2 separate regions of the Capra hircus genome follow, and region 1 is linked to region 2. A link is a contact called in public Hi-C data. All regions are on one chromosome and are shown on one strand. Each heading gives the region's core, a stretch centred on a gene start, on an enhancer-like site or on the middle of the called end of the contact. The rest is flanking DNA. Distances are from core to core; before and after follow the strand shown.

The links. A called contact is a pair of places that touch in the nucleus more often than the background predicts.
Region 1: a Hi-C map of blood shows a contact between it and region 2, with 2.8 times the contacts expected there. The contact joins the promoter of SPATA20 here to the enhancer-like site in region 2. A contact is called at or near these places in 2 of 5 Hi-C or Micro-C datasets (blood and liver).

What each region holds. Positions count from the first base shown.
Region 1 is chr19:35,820,463-35,825,723 of ARS1.2, reverse strand. SPATA20 (spermatogenesis-associated protein 20) reads left to right here and starts at 3,996. Exons shown (of 16, transcript XM_018064874.1): 1 at 3,996-4,140; 2 at 5,123-5,261. The coding sequence starts at 4,058. EPN3 (epsin-3) reads left to right here. Exons shown (of 10, transcript XM_018064876.1): 10 at 1-1,350.
Region 2 is chr19:35,682,668-35,688,004 of ARS1.2, reverse strand. It overlaps ANKRD40 (ankyrin repeat domain-containing protein 40), which reads right to left. Exons shown (of 5, transcript XM_018064860.1): 4 at 3,035-3,216; 5 at 94-2,489. The coding sequence ends at 2,343. Among named protein-coding and RNA genes, the nearest start is that of ANKRD40, 14 kb to the right of the region's middle. Within about 2 kb of position 2,209, at least 1 of the 5 cell types and tissues checked has an H3K27ac peak or open chromatin away from gene starts, as enhancers often do.

The sequences.
Region 1 (5,261 bases), core at 2,747-5,246, 140 kb before region 2:
GGACGCTTTGCAGCTCCCGGAGCTGCAGACTTCTCTGGGGCAGAGACCACGCCCCGTAATAAAGACTGGAATCCCTGTCCTCAGCTCTCCCCAAGTGGACTTTTTGCCAGGCGTGGCGGCCAGGTCTGGACCCCAGCTTGAATCACTGGCTACCCTGGAAACGACTGCTCCACAATGTGGGGCACAAAAATGCTCCCACTTCCCATATAGCCCCCTCAGCCTAGCACCTTCGCTTGTCCATGCTCCTGAGACTCTCAGTCATTCGATCATTTCATCCATTTATCACACAGAGGCGTGGGGAATAATCTAGAAGCAAAGGACAATAGGCAGTTGTTCCCTTGCACAATCATTATGTACTAAGCACCTTAGACCGATTATTTCGTTTAATCCTTGCATCAGTATTCTGAGGTAGATAATATTACTCCCATTCAGGACCAGCTACATAATTAGTGCAAAGAAAAAATGTGGGGTCCCTTGTTCAAAATTGGGTTAATAATATAAAAATGGGAGCAGCAGAGCATTAGACCAAGGGCAAAACCCTTGGCCCTGCTCCTTCTTTATAGGTGAGGTTCAGAGAGGTTGAGCAGTATGCTTAAAGTCACACAGCTGGCAGAGTAGGGCTGGGATTCCAAGTCAGGGGACCTGGCTCCTCTGCTCTGAGCTCCCATGCTGGGCCCCAATATTCACAAATACTGACTGGCTGCTGTGGACAAAGCACAGGGCTCATCTCGGGAGGGACTCAAGAATTGCTAAGTGCACAGCCTCCAGGAGCTCAGAACCCACAGGGGCAAGCCCGGTCCAGGAGTCCCCACAATCCTTTGTTTTACTGACCCACCTTAAATCTGGTTCTTCTCTCCTCTCTTCACCAGGACTGGCAAAAAACTCAGTTTCAAACATGACCCCTCCTAGGGGGCTGGTGTAGATCAGAAACCGGGGGAGGAGCAGAACCTGTTACCTCATCCTGGGGGCCACCATAGTCACCCTCATTCCTCTTCTACTCAATGCTTCCCCAACCACGGGCACTGGTGTGGTCTTCAGTGCTCAGGGGCTGGCCCTGCAGGCCGCAGGCCTTTTGGGGCCCTAAGGTAAAATGTCCTTCCATAGGCCAGAAACAGCAAAGTTGAGGGAGGATACAGTGCTGGTCTTCTTCCTAACGTAGGGGTGGGGAAAGGAGCTGCTTTGCTTTCTGGAGGGAGGCAGCCCTACTGTAGCTGTTTCAGACAGGGTGGACAAGAGCATCTGCTTAGGAGTGGGACTGACAGCGTTCAAAACTGCTCTAAGGTTTCCACTCAATCACTTGTAATAAGTGGTTATGCCCTTTGACCTTGAGTAAATAACTTAACCTCTCTATGACTGCGCCTCCATTTCCTTATTTGTCAGATGAGGACAAGGGTTCCTTACTCATTAAGTGGTTGTGTGGTTCCTCCCAGGCCAGTGTCCAGTTCAGCCCAGGGTCCACCCAGTTCAGAGACTCACCTTGAGGAATGAATCTGCTACATCCGTCATTCCTGGTTTTGCCAGGCAGTACCCAGACCCATCTGTCTTCTGTACAAATCTGGGAGATCTCCATCCTTCTTGGTCACTGACCCACATTTCACCCTTCCTCAACCTGGGTCTCCTCTTGTTAACTGGCTCTCCCTGTGGACACCACTTATGTGAGGATTCCCAAGGGGTGCTATTTTGCCTCCCACCAAAAGGAAGTTGGTAATCTGGCTCCTTATCTTGCTCTGGACCATCTTCTGCCTGGCAGACCCCTCCCGCCTTGGAAGTTAGAACCACTGGGCGTCCTGCCTCCTCCCACAGGGGGCTGTGCTCCACCTCATTCTTGCCATGCTCTAGCCTTGGCTCATGGTCTTCTCACCTAAATCTTGCTCAATCTTGTATGACTCCACTATCCAAGACGATGACCTCACCTCACCACCCCTTGACCTCTCAGCTGCTCCCACATCTGGTCACATTTTGGGGCTTGTCATCATCCCAGATTCCTCCACATTAAAGGCAGACTTCCTGTTCTCTGATCTTGACCTCATTCCTTCCAGGAAGCATGCACACCAGAGTCTCCCACCTGCGGACACTTCCATCACCCCACTATCCCAGTTTCTCAGAGATCTCTCTCCTCCAGGTCATCAAAAGCTTTCTCTCAACTGAATCCTTCCCATGATATTTGTCATAATTAATCTCATCCCTCTTGAGAGTGTCTTTCCATCTCTCCCCTCACATCAAGTGCCCATCATCTCTATGTCCTCTTTCCCCTCCCTCCTGAGCCCGCTCCTGTCAGCCTCACCTCCTGGAACACATCTGCTATGTCCACCAATGGCCTCCACGTTGCTGAAGCTACTGGACCTTTTTTGGTCCCGTCCCAGTCAGCTTCTCTGAAGTCTGACTCTCCCTCCCTGCCACTCTGTTCCTTTGAGACAACACCCTCTCCTGGTTTTCCCACGACCCTCTGTGTCTTGAGTTCATCAAGGCCAAGTATGAGCCCGAGCCTCTCCCTGCGGTCACCCTGGGTGATCTCTTCTGTGCCCACACCGTCTCTGCACTGAACACCCACTTTGCTTCCTCTCTCCCACCAGCTCCTTCTCTGCATTCCTGAGCCTGCCATCTTCACACATACATCTCAAGGTCATCTCAAACCAACACATCCAAACAGGACCTCTTGAGCCCCCAACCTGACCCTCTCCCAGTGCCCCCTACCAGCCCCATTCTGCACTTCACTCTTGACACCGCCCCCCATAGGCAATCCTGATGATGTTTCCTTTTCTGCTGACCTCAAGTCTACCACCTTCCCTCCATCTCTACCTTGGCGTAGTGCAGACCTCCCAGAGCTCTCCTCTGGGTCCTGCTATGGCCTTTGAACCCTTCTGCTTCCACTCGTGCCTCTTTACAGTCCATTCACCACCAGAAAGCTGGAGGGACCTTTCCAAAATGCAAGGTCACTCCCTCGACTAAAGCCCTTCCACAGCTTTCTTCTGCTCTCATCAGTAACCAAACTCCTGCTCACAGTTCAGAACCTGGCCCCGGCCCTCCTCCCTCTCTACGTCACCACCTCATCGGCGCCTCTCTGTGCTGGCTTCTGCAGCACCTCAGCCCTGCCTCACTGCTGTGCCACAGGGTCTTTGCACATCTGTTCCCCCTGCTTCCCCAGCATGTCCCCCAAGTCCTTTCCAGATTGCATCCTCTTGTTCTTCGAAGGCTGCTACACAAATGTGATTTCCTTAGGAAGGCCCTCCCCATCCTCTCTCCCACCAGACCAGTTTCCTTGTGATACCTAGTCATGGCACGTCTCACAGTGGGTGGTTGTACATTAATCTGTATAGCTGTTGGATTAGTTTTTGCCTTGCTCATCAGACTGTGAGTAACACAAGGATGGGATGGCTTGGTTTCTCTCTGCCCACTGTTGTACCTAGCAGAGTGTCTCATGGGCACTCAATAAATGTTGACTAAGGGTAGTAAATGAGACTCATAAAATACCTGATAACACCTGAAAGTTGGTTCAGTATTATTATTTAGGGAAGGCTTCCTGAGGGGGTGGGGTTTGAGCAGGACCTTCAGGTGAGGGGGCAGAGCAAAGGCGAAGCTCCCAGTTTGGATGGCCTGGAAAAGCCACGCCTTTGCCTCTCACCTCATTTCTCCTTTGTAAAACGGACAAAGTTGGACAAAATGACCGGAGGCTCTGGCTTTCCATGGCCCTGGCATCCTTACAGCCTCCATATTCTCCGTAAGAGGGTTACCTCCCCGCAGGCCCTGATTTATGTCCTATCGAGTCCACCCAGTTTTTTGCACAGACCTGTGTCCTCCTATGGGCTGCCGTCTATGGGGTCGCACAGACTCGGACACGACTGAAGCGACTTAGCAGCAGCAGTGTCCGCCTAAGCCCCAGTATACGGTCTGCAGTCCTGTGATCGGCCACCGAGCGGCGCTCAGAGACCAGCCTGCTGCCGGCCTTATCGGCGAAGACACTCCCGCGGCCGGTTCGGCGCCTGGGTCGGCCCGTCGCAGCTTCCCTCCCGCCATCCCTTCCTGTCCGCAGCGTCCGGGCCGACCGCCACCAGCAGCCATGCTGGGCGCGCGGGCCTTACGGTGCCGGTGCCGCGGCTTCCTGCTGCCCGGGGCCGGGCCAGTCCTCGCCTTGAGCTGCAGGTACGGGCGGCCGAGGAGCACGCTTCAGCATCCGGTGCCTGCAGAGCCCTGCGGTCAGTTGTCCTGGCGCTGGTCCCCTGTGTCTGCCCGGTCACCTCCCCACCCCATGCCTGCCTTCCCCCAAGACTAGGGCCAGCTCCTCCGACCGGGCTCAGACAGTAATCCTCTCCTCCCTCCCTCCCCTCCAGCTGCAGGGCTCGGCTTGCGCCAGGAACTCTGTTCTGACACCATCTCCAGGAAGCCTTCCTTGAACCCCAGTGCTGGGCCAAGGGTCCTTGTCCAACAGCACCCTGGGCTGGCTTGTCACAGCCCTCGATGCTGCAAGGGCTTGTCATTACTTAGGCCTGCCCCACCCATGCTGCCCTCCCAGGCTGAGCTCCCTGAGATCAGAGCCAGCTACTGATTCTTTGAGGGTTATGCGGGTCTGGCACAGGACCTGGCCCCCCAGAAGTGCCCACTGGATGGATGTTGAGTGAGGGAGTCCCTGATGCCAAATGAATTTCTTCTCCTTGCCCCTCATCTGGCCCAGTCCTACACACAGCAGCCAGCAGCCTTCCTGCCCAGATCATATACCCAGGCAGGCATGCCAGAAATACCTCCAGCACAGTCACCCTGGGTGGGGCCCGGTGAGGGGAGAGAATGGAGCCTGAAGGACCATTCCACCCATTGTGACTCGCCCTGACTTCACAGTCATCATCGTTCCCATCACCAGGTCGGAGAGGTTGGGGGAGACTAACCTGGCAGGGAGCCCCCAATGAACCACCTTTCTTCACCCCCCCAAAAACACAAGGGGGAGCACAAAGGCCACGGTCTCCCCCGTGGTTCAGAAAGGTGGGTTGGGCTGGGAGCAGGGGGTTCCAGGAGAGTTCCACGAGGCGTGAGGGGTGGGGGGTGGGGTGGTCAGGTGGGCCTCTGGGCTGGGTATAGGTGGAAGCAGTGGAGACTCCTGGTCTGACTTGCCTGACCCACCTGCCCACACCAGGGGTAGCTCCTCCCGGGACAAGGACCGAAGTGTGACGGTCAGTAGTTCAGTGTCCATGCCTGCTGGAGGGAAGGGGAGCCGGACTAACTGCTCTCAGTCCACGCCCCAGAAGGTCCCCAACCGCCTGATCAATGAGAAG
Region 2 (5,337 bases), core at 960-3,459:
GAGGGTTTTATCCCTGAAACTGTTCAACAATTTGAACCCCCTATGATTAGAAGTACAGAGCTGTTTAGGAGGACAAAGTTAAAGAGTAGGGGCTTAGTCAGTTAATATTTAATTTTAATAATACTTATTATGCTTGAACAGTCAGCAGTGCACAAAGTGAATATTTACACACAGTGTGAACACATGCTTTAAATATGCAGTAGAGGAGGCGGGGCGAATTCACAATTAACAAAGCTAAAAAAAAATCCTTGTTATAAATTACACAAAACATATAAAAATATTTCTCTGAATGCATAGATTAAGACTTTAGACTCACCTACCAGCAACTGTGCAGTCTAACTCCACTGCCATACTCAGAGTCAGCTGACCACAGAGGACGTTATAAAAAGGTGCAGTGCAGGGCCCGTCTCTCACCTGTGACTTCCTCAGCCTCCCTTTCTAAGCCCAGGAAATGCCCTGGAGCTACTCCTCGGTAGGCCACCTCCAGCCAGGGACCTCCACTGCTTCTGAGAATCTCTAACTGATCTGGATGGCTAGAAGAGTACTAACCCCAGTGATTTAGACACATGAATTAATACTGAATTTATTTGTTCCAAGATAAAACTAGCCTTAATTGTATCAGTAAATGGTAACTTTTTTCAAAGGTAGAGGGGGAAAAAAAGGTTAGTATTTCTAGCCTCTGCCTGGTTGAAACACAAAGGAAGTTTCTTCTTTAAAGTATTTCAGAGAAAGGGAGTAATAAGTAACCTTTACTCTGCTAGACAAACACTGCACAAAGTGGGTAACTCACCATCAGTAATTAGTGTGTTACAATTAAGTCACTGAACAGTGACTCCCCGTCACAAAGCTGGCCTTGAAAACACCTCAACCTCAGCTCAGCGTTTAGGCAGCAGCAGGAGGCCATTATCTCAGCACAACACTCTTCCACTGACATCTTCTGCACCCTCTCTCTCGATCGTAGTGTTCCAATAAAATTAACCCAGTTAGGAAGTTGAGTTTCTTTGGAAACTATAGGCACTGTGGGGAGAAAGCTTCTTAAGACAGCAGGGATGCTCTTCAACAGCTGGCTTCAAAACCCTGCTCTCCTGTTTGTCTAAGCGTGCTCATTCTTATTTCTAAAGTTAAGCTATTTAGTTCAACAAGACATTGGCTTTTCTTTTTAACATTAATGACAGTGAAGGGAAGGAAAAGAACCCTTAAATGCATTTTTTACAAAAATTCTTATGCCATGCTCAAGAGTTTAATCAGGTGTTTGTTTCCAGAACACAGCCTGGTAGACTCACATTGACTTTGTTAAGTAGGTTAGTGATGGTTGTGGGGGGATCCCTAAGATTAAACAACTTGTTTACAAAAGCAACAGATTTCAGAGTTGTGTAAAAATCTTAATAATTTCAAAATAATCTTTATCTTTGATACAAAAATAAAGATGCTAACTCCTTTAGTTCAGTTTCCCACAATAACCTTTAAAATAGCAACAGATTCTGTCCGGAAAATTGCTTTTCATTTCTAGTGGAAAATGAAAGTGGAGAACATGGACCAGCAATGTTTGTGCTCGTCTCTTTCAGTGAAATTAAACAGAAACGCGAAAGCGAAGACAGAATTGCTTCAGTTTAAAAAAAGAAAAATAGCGGTTGCTCTTTTACAAAGCGTCAGAGAGCCCTCTAGCGACCACAATGGGGAGTTAATGCAGAGATGACTACAAGCAATGGCTAGAGACGGAAGTGCGTACATGAGTGCGTACAATGGAAAAGGTGGGGGGAGGGGAGGCTCTTTTGGTTAACAGCGTATTTACATTAGGTAACTGTATTCTTAAATGCTTTTAACCTGAGTAACATTTATAAATATGCTATGTGAAACCTCACAGCCACAAGTCACACCAAAATTCCTGTGTCCAGCACCTGCGCTTTCCCGTTATCCTCTCTAGTCAGTTCACATTTCAGGAGAGTCGTGAGCATGCAACACCGAGGGGAGCACATCCTGGCCCTTCAGCTTCGCCGTCAACAGGCCCGAAGCAGGCTCTGCTCTCTCTCAGCCTCCGCCTAGACAACCCTCTCACATACTAGAACACTAGTATAGAACCGTTGGCTTCTGCCTCTCCAGGCCACTTCTCAGCTGTTCACAGCTTCAAGCAATAGGTTTGTTGTGCACCAAGAGGCTTGGAAGAGTGGCACCGCTGCTTAGGGGTCAGGGCCTTCCTACCTTGGCAGAATGATGTTAGTGTATACTACGAAGTGGCATCGGGGCCCTCCTTGGGCATCCAAGGCATTTAGATCAATGGCTTGTCCTTGGCCCAGAGGTGATGCACACTGTCACAATACTCAGTAGTAAAAGCTCCTGCTGCATTAGTAAGTCAGTTTTGAAGCTCTCCTATTGTAGCAAGGCCTTTCAGTCAGTGAGGATGCAGCGTTTCTGAACAGAAAATTATTTTCACTTATCATTAAAACCAGTTCCAGCTCTTGAAAATCTTGGAGTCGAGCAACATCTTTGTCCTGAAACAAAAATAGGTTAAATAGATTAAGAAGGGCCACTTGTCTCGATGGTTCTGGTGTTCTGTGTTGAAACCAGTGATAGTGCAGGAAAATCCCCAGGAGCACGAACTAGGTTAAAATGTAGAAGCCCTCAGTAGCAGCTGTTGCTCCAAGATGAGCACACCATGAGGCGTAGTGCAGGGGTGTTTTCCTCAGGTGCCCTGAGAAGCCAGAAGCCTGACATTCAGGGAACCCAGGGATGTTGGGAGGGTCACACATGTGCCTATATGGATGTGCCCTGTAATTAAGCCTGGTTCTTATGTTATAAAGCACAAGGCACATCTGATGGTATACTAAGGTAATCCTTACAGATCACTACAGAGAAACAACTTGTATAAATGCTAGTATCTCCATAGGCCCAATAGAGGAAAGAAAGCTCAATGGAAGACCACCCTTTACTTTTTTTCTATTCTTTTCTCATTTCTTTAACTATGACTCACATACCCCAAGAGGAAAGTACATATTTTCCAAATGGAAAAATCAACCACGTAACAGACCTTTCTTACCTTTCTTACCAGAGTATTGGGTAACTTTCTGATCTTCTCCACTTGATCAGGATTAACACCCAGCTCACAGCAACTCACTCTGAGCAGCTCTTGGTAGGTGAGCTCCTGTCGGTCCAGTTCAATTTCAATGAAATCATTTTCTCTAAGAGATGGGTTCTGAATCCTCACCTTGAGTACCAGCTCTAGGGAAAAGGGGAAGAAGCATTAATGAATCATTCTGGCATAGTTAGCTGATGCAATTTAAAATCTTTTCCAGAAGATGGTTACTGTTAATCATGCCCTGTGCTGAAGACCTATGCCACCCAACAAGAAAACCAAGCACAATCAGTGTAGTTTGCTCAGGCTCAATTCTGGCTCTGCTGGTGCAGGTGCCTGCATTGTCCTCCTATATCTAACACTGTGGTTCATAAAGTAAATGAACTTTTACTTTATGCAGCAGAAGGAAATAGTGGACAACCATCCCAACTGTACAGAAGGATACTTTACTTCTGCTACTGGAGCTAAGCAGGTAAAGGCTTGAGAATGGGTTTGGGTATCAAACTACACATAAGCAGGGTATGGGGAAGAGAAGAGAAAAGGCAGCATGGAAAGATATGGTACAAGAGTTACTCTACAAAGATATAACAATTGTGGATCTAAAGATATTTATGAGATGTGAAAATCCTTGCAATAAACACAGTACAGGAGCAAAAAGATAAGCTACTAATAAAAATGAAGTCTAACTGTGATTTAAATGCCTTACTTTAATAAGGGAAGAATCTTGGCTTTGGGAGTAAACAAAGACCATTATTCTTGGGTCTGGGATCTAAACAGTCTGCCCCTAAATTCTGAGCCTGGCTGCAAAGCAGGCTGAAGCTAAGCACATGTGTGCTTTTGGTAGTTCTGGTTGCTCTATATATGGCATCCCTGGGCCACAGTTATCAGCACCTAGAGCAACAGGCCCTCAAAACCAGAAAGAAGGCAGTTACTTACATGGAAAAAGAAAGGTAAGACTGGACCATACCCTGTGGCGTCTGACCAGAACTGGAGGTATTAACATAAACTTAATACTTTAAATTATAAATAGATATAGCAATATAGAAAAAAGTAAATGTGTGTGTTTGTTTGCTTGCCTTTTAACTTCACTAATCCTCTCAGGCTAGCGTGAAGCTTGATATCCAGGAAGTATATGTTCATTTTCTACTTTTCATCTAAAATATCAAGGGAGAGTTTGTTGCTTTTGTCATAAATTATGGGAGCTGCTTTCAACTCTCTTTTTTTGTGACCTTTTGGACCTTGAATGATTGTGGTATGAATGGGTATATCCCTCATCTATCCTGTACTAGATGTGTGACTCTGGACGAATTACCTGTCTCTTTGTGTCTAACTTCATCCATTTCTAAAATGTACTAATGGAAATTCTATGGTGGCCCAGTAGTTAGGACTCGTTGCTCTCACTGCCAAGGCCTAGGGCCAACCCTTGGTTGGGGAACTAAGATCCCGCAAGTCATGTGGCACAGCCAAAAAAAGTAAATAAAAATAAAATGTACAAAATAATGCTCTTTTTACAAGTCTGTTGTAACAATTAAATGAGAACTCAGAATGCTCTGAAGTTATGTTATTATGTTAACATAACTAGTTATGTTACTAGTAAGTTATATTACTAAACATAAATGTTTAGTTTATAAATAAATCTTCCCGGTGAATCTTTCATTATTTAATTGTTCTTTATTGTTTGCTTGCTTTTTTCTTTCTTCTCTAACTGTCCTCTGAACGAGCTTAGAAGAAATGATACACTAGTAGCAATGAGCACATCTAGTGTTCACATTCTGGTTTCTGAATACCATTCTGCACCAAGAAAAACCAGGGCTCCTTGGAGGAATGCCGGATCCCAAGGCTGGGGCAGGGAAGCTGCACTAGGGAGCCTGGAACATCTTGCTGCACCACAAAGTAAGGAAATGAGTTAAGAATAATGACGATGTCCAAGAGACACAACAAGCTCCAAAGGGGCTCCCTCTGGATCAGTCTGGCATAATTTGAACATCAAAATAAGGATACTAATGAATTATCACCCAATAAATAATAATCTATGCATTTTCTACTGCTGTAAATGGCGGAGAAGGGAAAGCCCTTCCCTGGCGTGCTGCGATTCATGGGGTCGCAGAGTCGGCAAGACTGAGCGACTGAACTGTTCATCAGGGCTTCCCTGGTGGCGCAGAGGGTAAAGCCTCTGCCTCCAATGCAGGAGACCCAGGTTCAATCCCTGGGTCAGGAAGATCCCCTGGAGAAGGCAATGGCACCCCACTCCAGTGTTCTTGCCTGGA